3 separate regions of the Sus scrofa genome follow, and all the other regions are linked to region 1. The links are chromatin contacts, called in public Hi-C maps. All regions are on one chromosome and are shown on one strand. Each heading gives the region's core, a stretch centred on a gene start, on an enhancer-like site or on the middle of the called end of the contact. The rest is flanking DNA. Distances are from core to core; before and after follow the strand shown. Region 1 has its middle 260 kb from the start of CLINT1. Region 2 overlaps EBF1 (transcription factor COE1). Region 3 overlaps CLINT1 (clathrin interactor 1).

What was found. Hi-C and Micro-C count contacts between places; a contact is called where the count stands out from the background.
Region 2: a Hi-C map of subcutaneous adipose tissue shows a contact between it and region 1, with 3 times the contacts expected there. The contact joins two enhancer-like sites. A contact is called at or near these places in 17 of 47 Hi-C or Micro-C datasets (adipocytes, alveolar macrophages, brain and 11 more) and 1 of 2 datasets of contacts at active chromatin or transcription factors (skeletal muscle).
Region 3: a contact with region 1 is called in a Hi-C map of mesenteric adipose tissue, with 2.2 times the contacts expected there. The contact joins two enhancer-like sites. A contact is called at or near these places in 10 of 47 Hi-C or Micro-C datasets (brain, embryonic fibroblasts, fetal heart ventricle and 5 more) and 1 of 2 datasets of contacts at active chromatin or transcription factors (skeletal muscle).

Annotation. Positions count from the first base shown.
Region 1 is chr16:65,234,780-65,239,178 of Sscrofa11.1, reverse strand. No RefSeq gene overlaps it. Among named protein-coding and RNA genes, the nearest start is that of CLINT1, 260 kb to the left of the region's middle. Within about 2 kb of position 2,153, at least 10 of the 83 cell types and tissues checked have an H3K27ac peak or open chromatin away from gene starts, as enhancers often do. A contact at or near this core is called in mesenteric adipose tissue, skeletal muscle and subcutaneous adipose tissue, where this site is marked.
Region 2 is chr16:64,751,059-64,755,457 of Sscrofa11.1, reverse strand. EBF1 (transcription factor COE1) reads right to left here. Exons shown (of 17, transcript XM_005672579.3): 17 at 2,270-4,399. All of the region lies in intron 4 of LOC106506547 (a long non-coding RNA gene), which reads left to right. Among named protein-coding and RNA genes, the nearest start is that of EBF1, 400 kb to the right of the region's middle. Within about 2 kb of position 2,042, at least 6 of the 83 cell types and tissues checked have an H3K27ac peak or open chromatin away from gene starts, as enhancers often do. A contact at or near this core is called in subcutaneous adipose tissue, where this site is marked.
Region 3 is chr16:65,522,701-65,527,099 of Sscrofa11.1, reverse strand. All of the region lies in intron 1 of CLINT1 (clathrin interactor 1), which reads right to left. Among named protein-coding and RNA genes, the nearest start is that of CLINT1, 27 kb to the right of the region's middle. Within about 2 kb of position 2,074, at least 22 of the 83 cell types and tissues checked have an H3K27ac peak or open chromatin away from gene starts, as enhancers often do. A contact at or near this core is called in mesenteric adipose tissue, skeletal muscle and subcutaneous adipose tissue, where this site is marked.

The sequences.
Region 1 (4,399 bases), core at 904-3,403:
GAATTTGCGGTAAAGTCTTATTCTTTCTCAAGGTCTTGCTCAAATGTTATTGACTCTGTAAAGGAAATTCTCTAGCTCCCCAGGCTGAATTAATCCTTCTTGCCTTGTATTTTGGATGCATACTTGATTAGGCACTTGATTTGACGCTGCTACCATCTTCCCAGGGAAAGGTCTTGGACCTGATGCAAAGATGGGGGGGCAGGCAATGAACTCAGGTCTCTCTTCCTCTCCATGGTGAGACTTCAGGAAGATGCTGAGAATGCTCACTCCCACCCTGCGGAGTATCATGAAGCAGGGAGGGTTTTCCACGTACAAGCTGAGCCCTCCTTGATGTGGGTGCCACCTATCATAGGCCACCTCAGCTGCAGCCAGGAACGACCTAGCAGCCCAGAAAACTGGGACCCCGTCACTGTCCCCATTTTTGACCTGGGACATAGGTGGACTCAGCTTTAGAATCCTTTTCAACCTTTTTGGCAGGGAGAGGGTCTGGAAGTCACTATCAATCGATCAAAGTTTGCAAGGGAAATGAAAACTATTTGCCATCTGTTATGGGCTGAATGGTGTCCCTGCAAAATATTCGTGTTGAAGTCCCAGCCCCTAGTACCTCAGAATGAATTTAGGGATGGGGTCTTTACATAGGGGGTTAAGCTAAAATGAGTTCATTAGGAAGAGCCCTAATCCAATATGGTGGGTATCCTTATAAGAAGAGGAAACTTGGGCAGAAACACACACAGAGGGAACATTACATGAAAATGCAGGGAAATGGTGACACATCCTCAAGCTGAGGAGAAAGGCCTGGAATCGATTCTTCCCTCGTGGCCTTCAGAAGAAAGTCACTACCTTTATTTATTTATTTATTTATTTTTAAGGGCCACACCCATGGCACATGGAAGTTCCCAGGCTAGGGATAGAATCGGGGCTGTAGCCACTGGCCTGCACCACAGCCATAGCAATGCCAGATTTGAGCTGTGTCTGCAACCTATACCACAGCTCGTGACAGTGCCGGATCCTTAACCCACTGAGTGATGACAGGGATCGAACCCGCAACCTCATGGTTCCCAGTCGGATTCGTTTCCACTGTGCCACGACGGGAACTCCAGAAAGTCACCACCATGATCTTGGACTTCTAGCCTCCAGAAGTATAAGAAAAGAGATCTCTCATTGCTGAAGGCACCCACTGTGCCTATGGCAGTCCTAGGAGGCTTGTATACCATCCCTTGCCTCCATGGAGTCTTGCCAGGAGAGAAGCAAACAAAAATATAAAATAATCAGAGAATTCACTTTGGCTGTAAAGACCTGGTGGGTCTCATTGTCCTTATTGTCAAGGACCCAGGAAAGTAGAACTTGGAGAGCTATTGCCCTAATTCTATGGCCTTGAATGAGTCCTTAAACTTCTCTGGACCCCATATCCTAATCCATGGAGTGAGACATTTAGATTGGAGCAGAAGTCTTCAAAATACTTCTTAAGCTTCAAAATAGAAGCTTATTGAAACAAAATTTTCAAGAAGTAAAACCTGGATAAGCATAAAACTGTTTGGATAGAGGTAGAAAGTGGGGGTGTTGGGACTGTCTTCTCTCCTTTATTCCCCGGACCCTTAGCACAGCTAGGTTTACAAAGACCCCATCCCAGATCAGAGGTTTTGCAAACTCAGGGGTCTAACATCTGAGTTCATTGGACTATGATGCTCTGCAGAGAGGAGCTGTCTCTTACTTAACTTAGCATAGTGCCAGGTACACAGCAGGCACTCAGTAACTGTGAAAGGGAGGAAGGGGATGAAATGATTGAAAAAGGAAAGAGAAGCAAATATTGCTGCGGAGTTCCAGAGGGCACCTGAGCCATTCAGATATTTTTAAGATGTTCTTTTTTGTTTTTCTTTAGAAAAGTCACCTGAAGCTCCCTAGCATCAGGCAGTCTGTGGGTTCTAGAACTTTTTTGCCTTTTCGATAAACTAAGGCCGCAAACTGAAACTCAGTCACGCCTGGAGAAATAGAGGTGGTTGGAAATGGACAAATCTCCAACAAGGCCAAATTGTTAAATCACTATTTCAGACTAAATGGGGTTTGACTGGCCAACAGTTAAAAACAGGGAAGCTGGGAACTGGTTGGGAGACTAGTTTGTTTCCAGGCTCCATGGTCAGGGTTTGGCATTTCACCTGCTAGATGGCGCTGTCCTCTAAGGAAAGACGCCCGCTATGCTCCAGTGGGGCTCAGTCAAGGAAACAGGAACGACTGAAGTTGAAAAGAACTGAGGGGCAAGAGGCAGAGGGGATGGAGCACAGCCCTTTCCTCAGCAGCAGTATCTCCTTTGTGCTGGTTTTGGTTCCCTTTATAGATCTTATTTTTTGTTTCATACACCACATGTGAAAATTCACAGGGCCTTTTGCTCTGAACAGATGTGAGTAAGAAGTGTGTGTGTGTGTGTGTGGGTGTGTGTGTGTGTGTGTGTTGTGAAGGAGCAGGGCAGGTCACTGAGGTCCCACCCCAAGGCTACAACTTACAAATGTCTCAGCCCTGGTCTCAGCCCTGGTCTTTGGCCTTGACTTAAACGAGATCAGTGGGAAAAGGAAACGGTCCTTTCTCCATGCTGCCTGCCAAGCGGGATGCCTCAGACTTCTCATGGCTTTATTCTAAAGCCTTCTAGCTCAGCTCCAAGCTGCACGGCGAAATTGCTTATAGGGACCAAGACCCCCTTTCTCTGGGCAATGTTAATATTAGACTGACATGCTGGCTCTGGGTCTGCATGTGAAATCAGGGATGCAGCCTGCAACTACTCCCACTCTATCAGCAGCCAGAAGGAAGGAAAACAAAGATAAGGTTAGGGGGATGGAAACCGGGAGAGGGGACCTAGGAGGAGGGATGGGAGGGCTGAGGAAAGACAGGAGACAAAGGAACAAAGAACAGAGGTGAAGGGTGAAGGGGATGGGGAGGGTGAGAGGGGCGCATGGGACCAGGTGTCCAGAGGGAAAGGAAAGGGCCGTGCAGGGAAGCCATGGTGGAGGAGAGAGGATGGACCAGCGGGGGAACAAGAAGACCAGGAAGCCAGAGTGGTGCTTTCAAGTCGGTGCTAATGCCGGGAAACTTAAAAGGCAGGGGAAGGAGGCTCTGCCAGGCAAACAGGAAAACAGAGGGAGAGGAAGTCTAGTAATTAGAGAAAACCTGACCAAAAGGAGAGGAAAACCTCTGTGATGGAGAGGTGGCAGAAAAGCAAGGCAGGAGATTGAGATCATGGCTAGCAAGCTTTGAAGCAGGAGGGTTGAAGCAAGGGAGGCAGAGAGCAGAGCTGGGAAGGAAAAAAAGAAAAAAGAAAAAAGGAGAAGGAACGAGCAAAACACAATGCACTAGACAGCAAGGGAACAGGGAGAGAACCATTGAAAGAATGCTTACCTTAGAGCCGTAAAAACCGGAACGTGTGTATTTTGGCCTGTGGCCATTGTCCAGGAAACACAGTGTGGCTTTTAAGCAAATTGTGGAGAGGTTGTGTCCACACGTTAGTAGCTTGCCCTGGTCTGCTGGTTGGAAATGCAGCTGCTCTGAGCTGCCCACTTGTTGGCTGGCAGCCTGCTATTGGGAACATCAGAAGGAACCCACTGTCCACACCTAAGCTCATCCCCACTCGATTTATGGTGCTCTAAGTTCAGAGGCAGCAGCTTCTCTTCTAGGGCAATCACTTCCCTTAGCAGCCCAAAGAGTTGAGATGTTGATCCTGTGGGGTGACCTGCTTGCTGTCTCTTGGAAGATGTTTTTTGGTGGCACTGGTGCAGAAGTTGTAGAAGGACAGAGCGGGAGACATGTTAAAGGTAATATAGGATGGAAGTTAACAGAAGGGACCCTTGGGTCCTAGAGCCACGCTTTGGTTCCTAGTCTCCCACTTTACTGTGTAAAACAGCATATGTTTCTTAGCCTCTCTGAGCCCCAGTTACTCATCTATAAAATTGGGCTTATAATCATACCTATCTCCTAGGGTTCTGATATGGCTTAAATGAGATGATCCGTGGGACTAGTTGAATGTCTAGATCATTTTGATGCTCACTAAATGTTAGCTGTTCTTTTTGTTAACATTAAAGACCTGATAACTCTCTCTGTGTGTGTATGTGTTTTGTGTGTGTGTGTGTGTGTTTGTGTGTGTGTGTGTTTGGGGGATTACTTCTGAATGCAGAGTAAGGAGCTTAGATTTGAAGGTATTTTAGCAAGGGAATGTTCTGTGAAAATCATTGTTTGTGAAAATGGATACAGCAGTGACATGTGGGCAGCTTTGCGGAGTAAGAGAGACCATTCTGGTGACCACAGCATGCATGCGATGGTAGATGCCTGGACTAGGGATGGTGGGGTGCTGAAAAAAATGTAACAGGTATTTTGAGAGGCAGCCCAAGCCCCCAGACTTTGATGATTGGATGGACAG
Region 2 (4,399 bases), core at 793-3,292, 480 kb after region 1:
CTTTGAACATGGCTACCGGTGATATAGGGAGTTTTTTCATGATTATATATTCCATGTTCCCATATTTCTATTCCTTTTGGTTCATTTTATTTTATTTTCCTTACATGGCCAGCTCCAAGGCATTGAGCATGGCCTTCCCTGCCCTATTTTCCCTCATCTGCCTGGAGAGCATCTCTTCACACCACTCAGACATGCCCTGCTTTGCAGCCTTCCTTAACCTCTGTGCTCGCACATAGCACCAGGACCCTCAAATCAAGCTGGGTAAACATCTCCTTTGGTAACTTGTCTTTTGGCCAGAAGTCCCAAACTGACTTTCTTAGAGGCTCATGAACTTTTTTTCCCCAATGCAGTTGTTTTGAAAGCACTATTTTTAGATTAGATGACAACATTTAAAAAATGAGAATTTCACACTCTCCCCCCCCCCCAAAAAAAAATCTGATGATATATCTGGCCTTCTTGAAAAATGAAAGATGGGCATCACTGGGGCCACATTCCCATGTGGGAACAACTGCCTGGAGCAAACGAGGTGCTCCTTGTCTGTCCTCACCCCAGCTCACCCACGTCATGGTTTCCCAGCAGGGTCCCCAGGGACAAATACAGAGCAGTGCATGTATGAGCCACAATTAGACACTCCAGGCTGGAACTAGGACTGGTTTGCCTAGTGCATCCTAGCATTCAGTACAGTGCCAAGCACCTAGTAGGTCCTTAGGACATGTTCTGAACAGAAATTCCCAAGCTCCACCGTGCCACCTTCCCACCTACACACTCAGCCTTTCTGTTCTTGATGCACCACATCCACTGCCAAAGCTCAGATCTTCACGCCCGCCCTCATTCCCTCTGCTTAAGGTACCCACCCACCTCATCCTTCACATCTCAGCTTAGGCATCACTTTGTCTGGACACCTTCCCCACCCTTCAGGTTAAATCAGGTCTCACTGTAATATACTTTCAGAGCATCCTAGGTTTTTTCTTCATTGCCGTTATTGGTTTGTTGGTTTGTACTTGTGTGGTTACTTAATGCCTGCTTGCATCACTCATCTGTAAGTTTCACAAGGGCAGGACCAGTGTCGCTGTGCTTGCTGTAGAATCCACTATGCCTCACCTGGTGCTGGATACACAGTAAAACCCTCAAGGTTTACGTGAATGAATGAATGTTTCCAGGAACTAGGCCTTAAGGAAAGTAGAAACCAGCAGGGGTGTGGCTGACTATTTGATTCTGTGAAGTACTATGACATGACCGTCTCATACTAAACATTCTAGACTAACTTTGAATATAGATTTAGCTTGTCTGAGATTGAGAGTTTCCTGAGGGCAGAGGCTTCTTGTGCATTTTTTTAATCTTCTGTATTTCATACAGAATTCCAAAAATATATATTGAATGACCGAATGAATCAACATAGATTTCTTTATAAGAAAAGGATGGTAGCTTCTCTACGTATTATCACAATCTTTCATTACCTCAGATTAGGCTCTAGACCTGAGCAAAATGCCCAACGCAAATGATCACGATGATGGTTGTAGAACAGCCTATCAGCTCTGGCTGTCAAGTTTCTGTTGATCTACGGCCTCTTTTCTGAATTTGCAAGGCATTGTTCCAAGCTACAAGCATCATTAACCTTATCATGTTCAGTAACTACAAAAGTAGGGAAAGCATTGAACATGGAGTATTGTACAGGAGTATGTACCTCTTGGGTGTTTGTGGAATGTTTGACTCTGGATAAATTTGGTTTTATCCAAGAGGAAAAGTGTCTTATCCACATGTGATTTAAAACTATAGATCATAGAAGGGTCTGTGTTCACACAGGCCGCCTCATCAATGAGCCAGGGCCTGTAATTAATTGACCAGAAGGCTCAGTGGGATTAATTAGCAGCTGTATGCGAAGAGCTTGATTCAGACTTGCAGCACGGAGGATGGCTTTCCAGAGTGGCCAGGTCCTGGATTCACAATTGGGTCATTTCAGGAGGATCTAATTGCTTGCCTAGGGAGATCCTTTGGAGCTCTTGGCTTCTCCTTGGGCCATTATGGGCACTGCGTGCCTACCTGCTGCCAGCAGAGGGCAGCAAAATGCTGTGTGTGTTCGATTTGCATCCCAGATGAGCAAATCCCCAAGGATCCACTAAGAGGGAAAGTGGGTGTCCCAGGATTACTCTCCCTGCCTTTCTCTGGGTGTCACCAGTGGTCTGAGTAATTGTAAACACAGACTTTTTACATTATGTGGGACAGGGGCTCATCCGAAATAGAGAAATGAATACACAACTAGGAGCTGCCATCACAGACAGGAAGTAACTTTAATTAAATATTGTGAAAGTTGAAAAGTTTTTACAGCTTGAATTTTTGCAAAAAAAAAAAATTATAACAATCTCTACAGTAGTTAGGTTCTCTAACAATTGAACTGTACAGTGTGTGTCTATTCCAAAAGTTTGATAAGAAGGTGAAAGGTTAGACTTAGAGATGACTTTGTTAAGCTGCATCCTTGTACAATGTGAGGCCAGGGCATGTTATGCAATCCAGTCATCCAGAAGCTGTATTTTTCCCCCAAAACCAAAATCTTAGTTGAATTCTCTATTTTCGTCTTAAAGCCATATTCTGTATTTAGGGGAACATATTTACTTGTAAAAGTTTTGTGTAGAAGAAAGAGGGTCCGAGGGTCAGAACGTCTTTTCATCTAATCAATATAAATAGAGGCAACAAAACACAAATGATACACATTTTAAAGGCTCTTTGGACTTTCAAGATAAGTTCTAACCACTACGCATGGCTGACTATGGGTGGCGTCTGTTGTCAGGGTCTGAGCCGGATACCTCACCGGCTGACCGGTCCTTCACAAACAGTTAAGGGGCTCACCAGACAAAATATGGCTTTAAATTGTACACATCTTCAGGCCAGCGCTTACCACACGAATTCAGACAACCTTTCTGAGTACCGAGAAGCAATGCGTCCACCTTGCTTACATTTTCCAGTTTTATTATTATTCATCATTATTATTATTTCTCACCAAGAAAAATCAGCTTTCCTCCCCTCCCTTCCCTCCCGCAAACCCCTCCCCCCACCCGCCCCAACCCATAAAAATCCACTCTGACAGTCTAGTGAAAACCATTGCAAAATCCATAGGGGGGCATGCACAGTTGCAGCATTGTTGTAAATTTCTTGCTCTACTAGAAAAGTTACATTGTCTTAAGGTAACAAAACAGTTCTTTTGTGCTTTTCGATTTCTTTTTTTTTCTTTTTTTTTTTTTTCTTTTTTCTTAGAATGTGAGTGATGACTGACAGTTCTGGTGCACAGTTACAATGTACAAGTGAAATGAATATGATTTGCATTGTTAAGGCATCCAATCTGCTGGTTTATATTTATGTGAAAGACAGAGGAAATATACAAGCAGACTTAGGAAAGAAAGTATGTTCACTGATTTCTATGAAGTTTCTCCTCGGAATTTAATGCACAAAATGCGTCACTCCAAAGGGAGAGGTTCCATGCATATTAATAGAGTAAAACAGCATTAGGGTTGTTTTTTTTTGTTTGTTTTTTGTTTTTTTTCTGTAAGCTTCCAAAGCAAAGGATACATTTTTTTTAAATCTACGGAACTAAATGCTACAAGAATAATATGCTACTATTTTTTTGCCATATATTGGAAAAAACTTCTTAACTTACAAATAATACAAAAATAGACAATGGCTTTTGGATGAAAATTAAAAAATGAAGCATGGTTTAAAACAATACTAAAAATAACTATAAATGAAATGTTTAAAAATCACATTGAAACAGCTAATACAACTATAGGTGACCAAACCAATACGCACTTTTCACATAGCAAACATACACAATAAAATAAATTGGGAGTCGGAGGAAAAGAAGGAAGGGGAAAGCAATGTACAAATTCCAAAGATAAATACATTATTTATATGGATATCTTACAAAATCCCCTTTAAAACAAAAAGCCTTTTAATTAACTTTGCAAGTATGTGCAAGCTAAAGGTAGTGAGCTTTTTTTTCTTTGCAAAATATGCAGTAAAATCTTTTTTGTGTGTGATATTGAAAAACTGTCTTAAGACATTAAAATGTATAAATAGAACCACAACTTTGGCAAAAAATCACAAAAAATCTACAGTATTTATAACTACATACAAAAACACAACAGCAAAGAAAAAAATACCAGGCAAATGCATCCTCAGAGCTTTGCTGCATCTCTGCTATTAATTCCTATTTTTAAGAACACTTCCCGGATAATGAGAGCAAAAATTCCCATCGAACAGAAAACTATGTTTCGGAGGTCTTAACCTTCTCCTTTCTCCCAGTTTCCTTTTATTCTTAATTCCAAAGCACTTAACCTGTCGTTTTAATCTACTATGTTACAAATGGTTAAGGGTCGACTGATAGAGGCGCTGTCTCGAATGGGTCATC
Region 3 (4,399 bases), core at 825-3,324, 290 kb before region 1:
AGAAAATGGCTTTAGGTCAAATTAAAAAGGAAATTGAACATGATAGAGTCTATTATAAACCTAAGTTGTCAGTGTGCTGACCAGACTTGGTTTACATGCAGTCTTAGCCTTCTTGCTTATAGAAATTCTGTAAATTAATGTGCAAAATTATATAAAAACTGAACATTATTTATACTATATTTTTAAAAAGCAATGAAAAAAATTAAAGATAACATTCTAAAGATGTTTAGAACCACTATGAACATTTTACTGCAATCCTTGTTTTTCACTTATGGTATCATTCAAATTTTCATGTCACTATAGAGTCACTGTAACTCTCACTTTTAATGGCTACATAACAGCCCAGCAGACCTTCCATTTAAGACTTCAGCAGTGGTCAAGAACATGGCTTCTAGGTATCAGAAAGACGTGACTTCTATTACTTCGTGATCTTTGGCAAAACTGTTTTAATTCCCTCAATCTCAATTTCCTCAAACATAAAATGGGAATAAGGAAGAATACTACTACCTCAAGGGTAACCTTATCAAATAAATGGTACACAAAGGTACAGTGGACATAGGAGGTGCTCAATAAATGTTAACTATTATTACTAGAGATGGTATCACCTATTAGAGTCTAGAAATATTAAATAATATTTTTATAAGAAAGAGCTGACTTTGAAAAGAACACCTTGCATTTAAGACGTGAGATGGCAAAATGTCTGGTTATTAAAAATGAAATTCTGGAGTTCCCGTCGTGGCGCAGTGGTTAACGAATCCGACTAGGAACCCTGAGGTTGCGGGTTCGGTCCCTGCCCTTGCTCAGTGGGTTAACGATCCGGCGTTGCCATGAGCTGTGGTGTAGGTTGCAGACGTGGCTCGGATCCTGCGTTGCTGTGGCTCTGGTGTAGGCCGGTGGCTACAGCTCTGATTCAACCCCTAGCCTGGGAACCTCCATATGCCGCGGGAGCGGCCCAAGAAATAGCAAAAAGACAAAAAAATAAATAAATAAATAAATAAAAATAAAAATAAAAATGAAATTCTCATGCTTACATGGATTTAAGAATTCAAAGACATTCTGAGGAATAAATACTGTGAAAATGTAAAACTGTAGTAGTATTAACTTAACATCTAAAGCTCCGATTACTGAGGAATTGTTATATCAGATGCCTGTGAATATGGTAATTCAAATCACTGACTTTAAGTTTTAGAAAAAGTGAAAAAATAAAAATTTGGTAACTTAAGTTACACATACCTCACTTTTATTGTACGGTTTTTCAGTCATCACAAAGTTCAATTTTTTAAATGAGGAAAGCTTGGTTATAATTGGCACTCAAATTTCTCAAATATAATTTTCACATTTATTTCAAATACTTCAATTAATAAACAGTATTCAAATTTTAAAGGAACCATTATGCATATAAATGACATGCTAAATCACAGAATAAATGTGGCTTCTAGATTTACATTCAGAACACTGTTCTACTAAAATAGAAAAGCAAAATCCTATTACTTTCTTTCAAATCTCAGAGAAAAGCTGTCTCCTAACTGGTTTGATAACAAAAATACAAATTATTTCTATGGCCTCCTTCAAAATTTAAGACTATTAATGGATTTTTATATAAAACCCAGTTATAATTCTATCACAAAATTTTTTATGTATAAATGTAAAGAAATAATTTTTTTTTCTAATTTTGCCAACAATGGAACCAAAATAAAATAAAGGCAGCCAATGACCTATGTGCATGCAACTTAAGATGCCACAAAGTAATGGATTTCAAAATGCTTTGTTTATCCTACTGGCTGAAGAATGCGTGACTTGGGCAGTTAGAAGTGTCAAAATGCAGCTGTGGGAATGAACAATAGCAATTAGGACTAAAATTCATCCAAGCATTGCATGGCCAAGAATGCACTTGCAATCTGTTTTCATTGTTTAATTTGTTGGAGAACAAGATGAAAAGAGTTAATCTCTAGTCCACGTACATGAAATATTTTTACTAGAGCCTTCATAAATGCTGTAGCGTTTAGAACACTACTTTCCTTGTTCAAGCTACAAAAGCCCATGGGTCAAATGAGAAAGGTCCTGTTTCCCTAACCCTTCACAAGATTCTTAACTGAAGGCCTGTGTGTTTGAGTGCTGTGTGTTTAAGAGGGTGAGGTGGCAGAGAGCCAATAATTTAAGAATTTCCTTATTTCCTCCGTTGAAAAACAATGGGAACTATGTAAAATGACACCTTGCCATTAGCACACCATCATAATATAAAGTATATCCATGGTAAAATATGGCAACAAAATAACAAAAAGTAACAAAGTTAGAACACTTCCATGAAGAGTATCAGGCTCTATTTTAAATGAAATGGTTGCTTTCCAGAAACTGCAGTGTTCTTAAGATGAGGTCTGATGGCATAAAGAATTCCAAAACAAAGTATTTTTAAGCTGCACTTAATTCAGAAGCAAATGTAAACTAAAACAAAACAACACTGTATAGTTTGGCCTTATTCCAGATCATTTAAAAATAACTATTTCTAAAAAGGTAGAAATGGCATTTTTGACCCTTCCTTTCCCATGTTTTCTGTTGCCCTCAATCCACACCCTACCCATAATTCCAGTGACCTTTTAAAGAAAGGAAAATAACTCCCTCCTTCTCCCCAAAAAAAGAAAGTTAAGAAAAAAATTATGTCCAGATGTGAAAGGAAAAAAAATCTAGTTTAATTCCTAAAACTTCCTATGATTGTTTTAAGAATGGATAATTCAGACACTAGAGGGGGATCTCTCACCAGTTTTTTTAAAACACACACAAAATTCAGACAAATGTCAAGGATCTGTTCTACCAACAAAATTATAGGAAATTACCAGGGAATGACCGGAGTAAAGTATGTAAGAAGCTGCTCACGTTCTGAAGGTTTTCACCTTAAAGCAATATTAAACCACTGCCTTTATAAGGATAAAATCCACAACTACAATCAATCCACAGTGCTTTTATACATACACTTTTACACTTGCCCTCAAAACACTCCAGCAATAGTAAGTAGGGCAGGACTAAGAGTCCCCAAAGAGAATACTTAACTCTGAACAAGCCAGCACTACTCACTCACTGGATTTTTAATGCCAACTACTACAAGTTACCATCCTCAAGTCCTGTACACATGCTTCTATGGCTATATGAACACAGCCGATATTCAGTTAAGTCAAGGATTGATTATTCAATTTGTAAATAATTACTGTTCATTTTGGTCTTCCACTTTATTCCCCATTTTCTGCTTATTTTGCTGCTCACTGCTGATAAAATATCAAGTTAATTTATTTGATAATGGTTTGGGTCCATGTTGTAGAGGCAAACTTGGTTGAAAGTAAGAGCTAAAATAAAGCTTTTACTCACAAGATGGTCAATGCTGCTTCCAATCTGCATTAAGAATAATCAGTAAAATGAATAAGAAAAAACTTTACTAGTCCTTATGCTATTTTTTCTTGCTAGAAGTTCAAGAATATGCTTTGCTAAAATAAATACCCCCCGAAAAAGACAAAGGATACACATAATCCAGTCCTAACTGTGAATAAAAGAATATGAAAAATGAAACAGATTTATTAGCAAGAAGTCTTTTTCCTAGCCTTAAAATTTTACTTCTTAAAAAAAAAGTCAAATAGGTCTGTATTTTTCATATGGTTTCTACTTTTTGTTTAAAGTTATTATAAAGACTTCATTCTTTGATCAGGAAAAAATACTTAGCACTATTTTTAGATGGTTAAACTTATGTGTTTAGGTTAAAGTTGTGTTTTGCTGTGTGAATATCCACACTTAAAGACACAAGAGAGTCAGAAAAACAGAGGCAGCAAGAGACAGAGACAAATACAATATTCAGAGTAATGGTTTTAAATAATGGGCTCTTTTATTGTCTATTTTCTTTTTCCTGTATTTGGCAAATTCTTCCCCATGAACATTATGTTGTAACCAAGGGAAAAGTAATAAATGCCATTAAGAATTCTAAAGTACTATATCATCATTAGCAACATTTTAACTATTTATAGGCAAATAAGAATCATGGTAGATAGACCACATATTATTTGTACTTCCAAGGTCTTGTTACCAGGCTAACAAGTAAGTGCAGCAAACCAGTACCTAACATATATGTATACATAATAAAATATATATACCAAAAGCTATGTGTGTAAAACCACAGGGAACAATTTAAGTACCTAATACTGAAACATGATTAAAAAAAAAAAAAAAAAAAGCGAAACACAAAGCTGTATTAGGGAAGAATGATTCCCAACATTAAAACCTGTATTTACATGACCTCTTAATCTTAAAGCTACTAAGATTTCAGAAGATACTTTTATGATAGAGGTAAAAATATATTATGCTCCCTGTAAAATAGCAGTATTTAAAAAAACCTTTTAAAAACAATAAAACATTCCTAAAT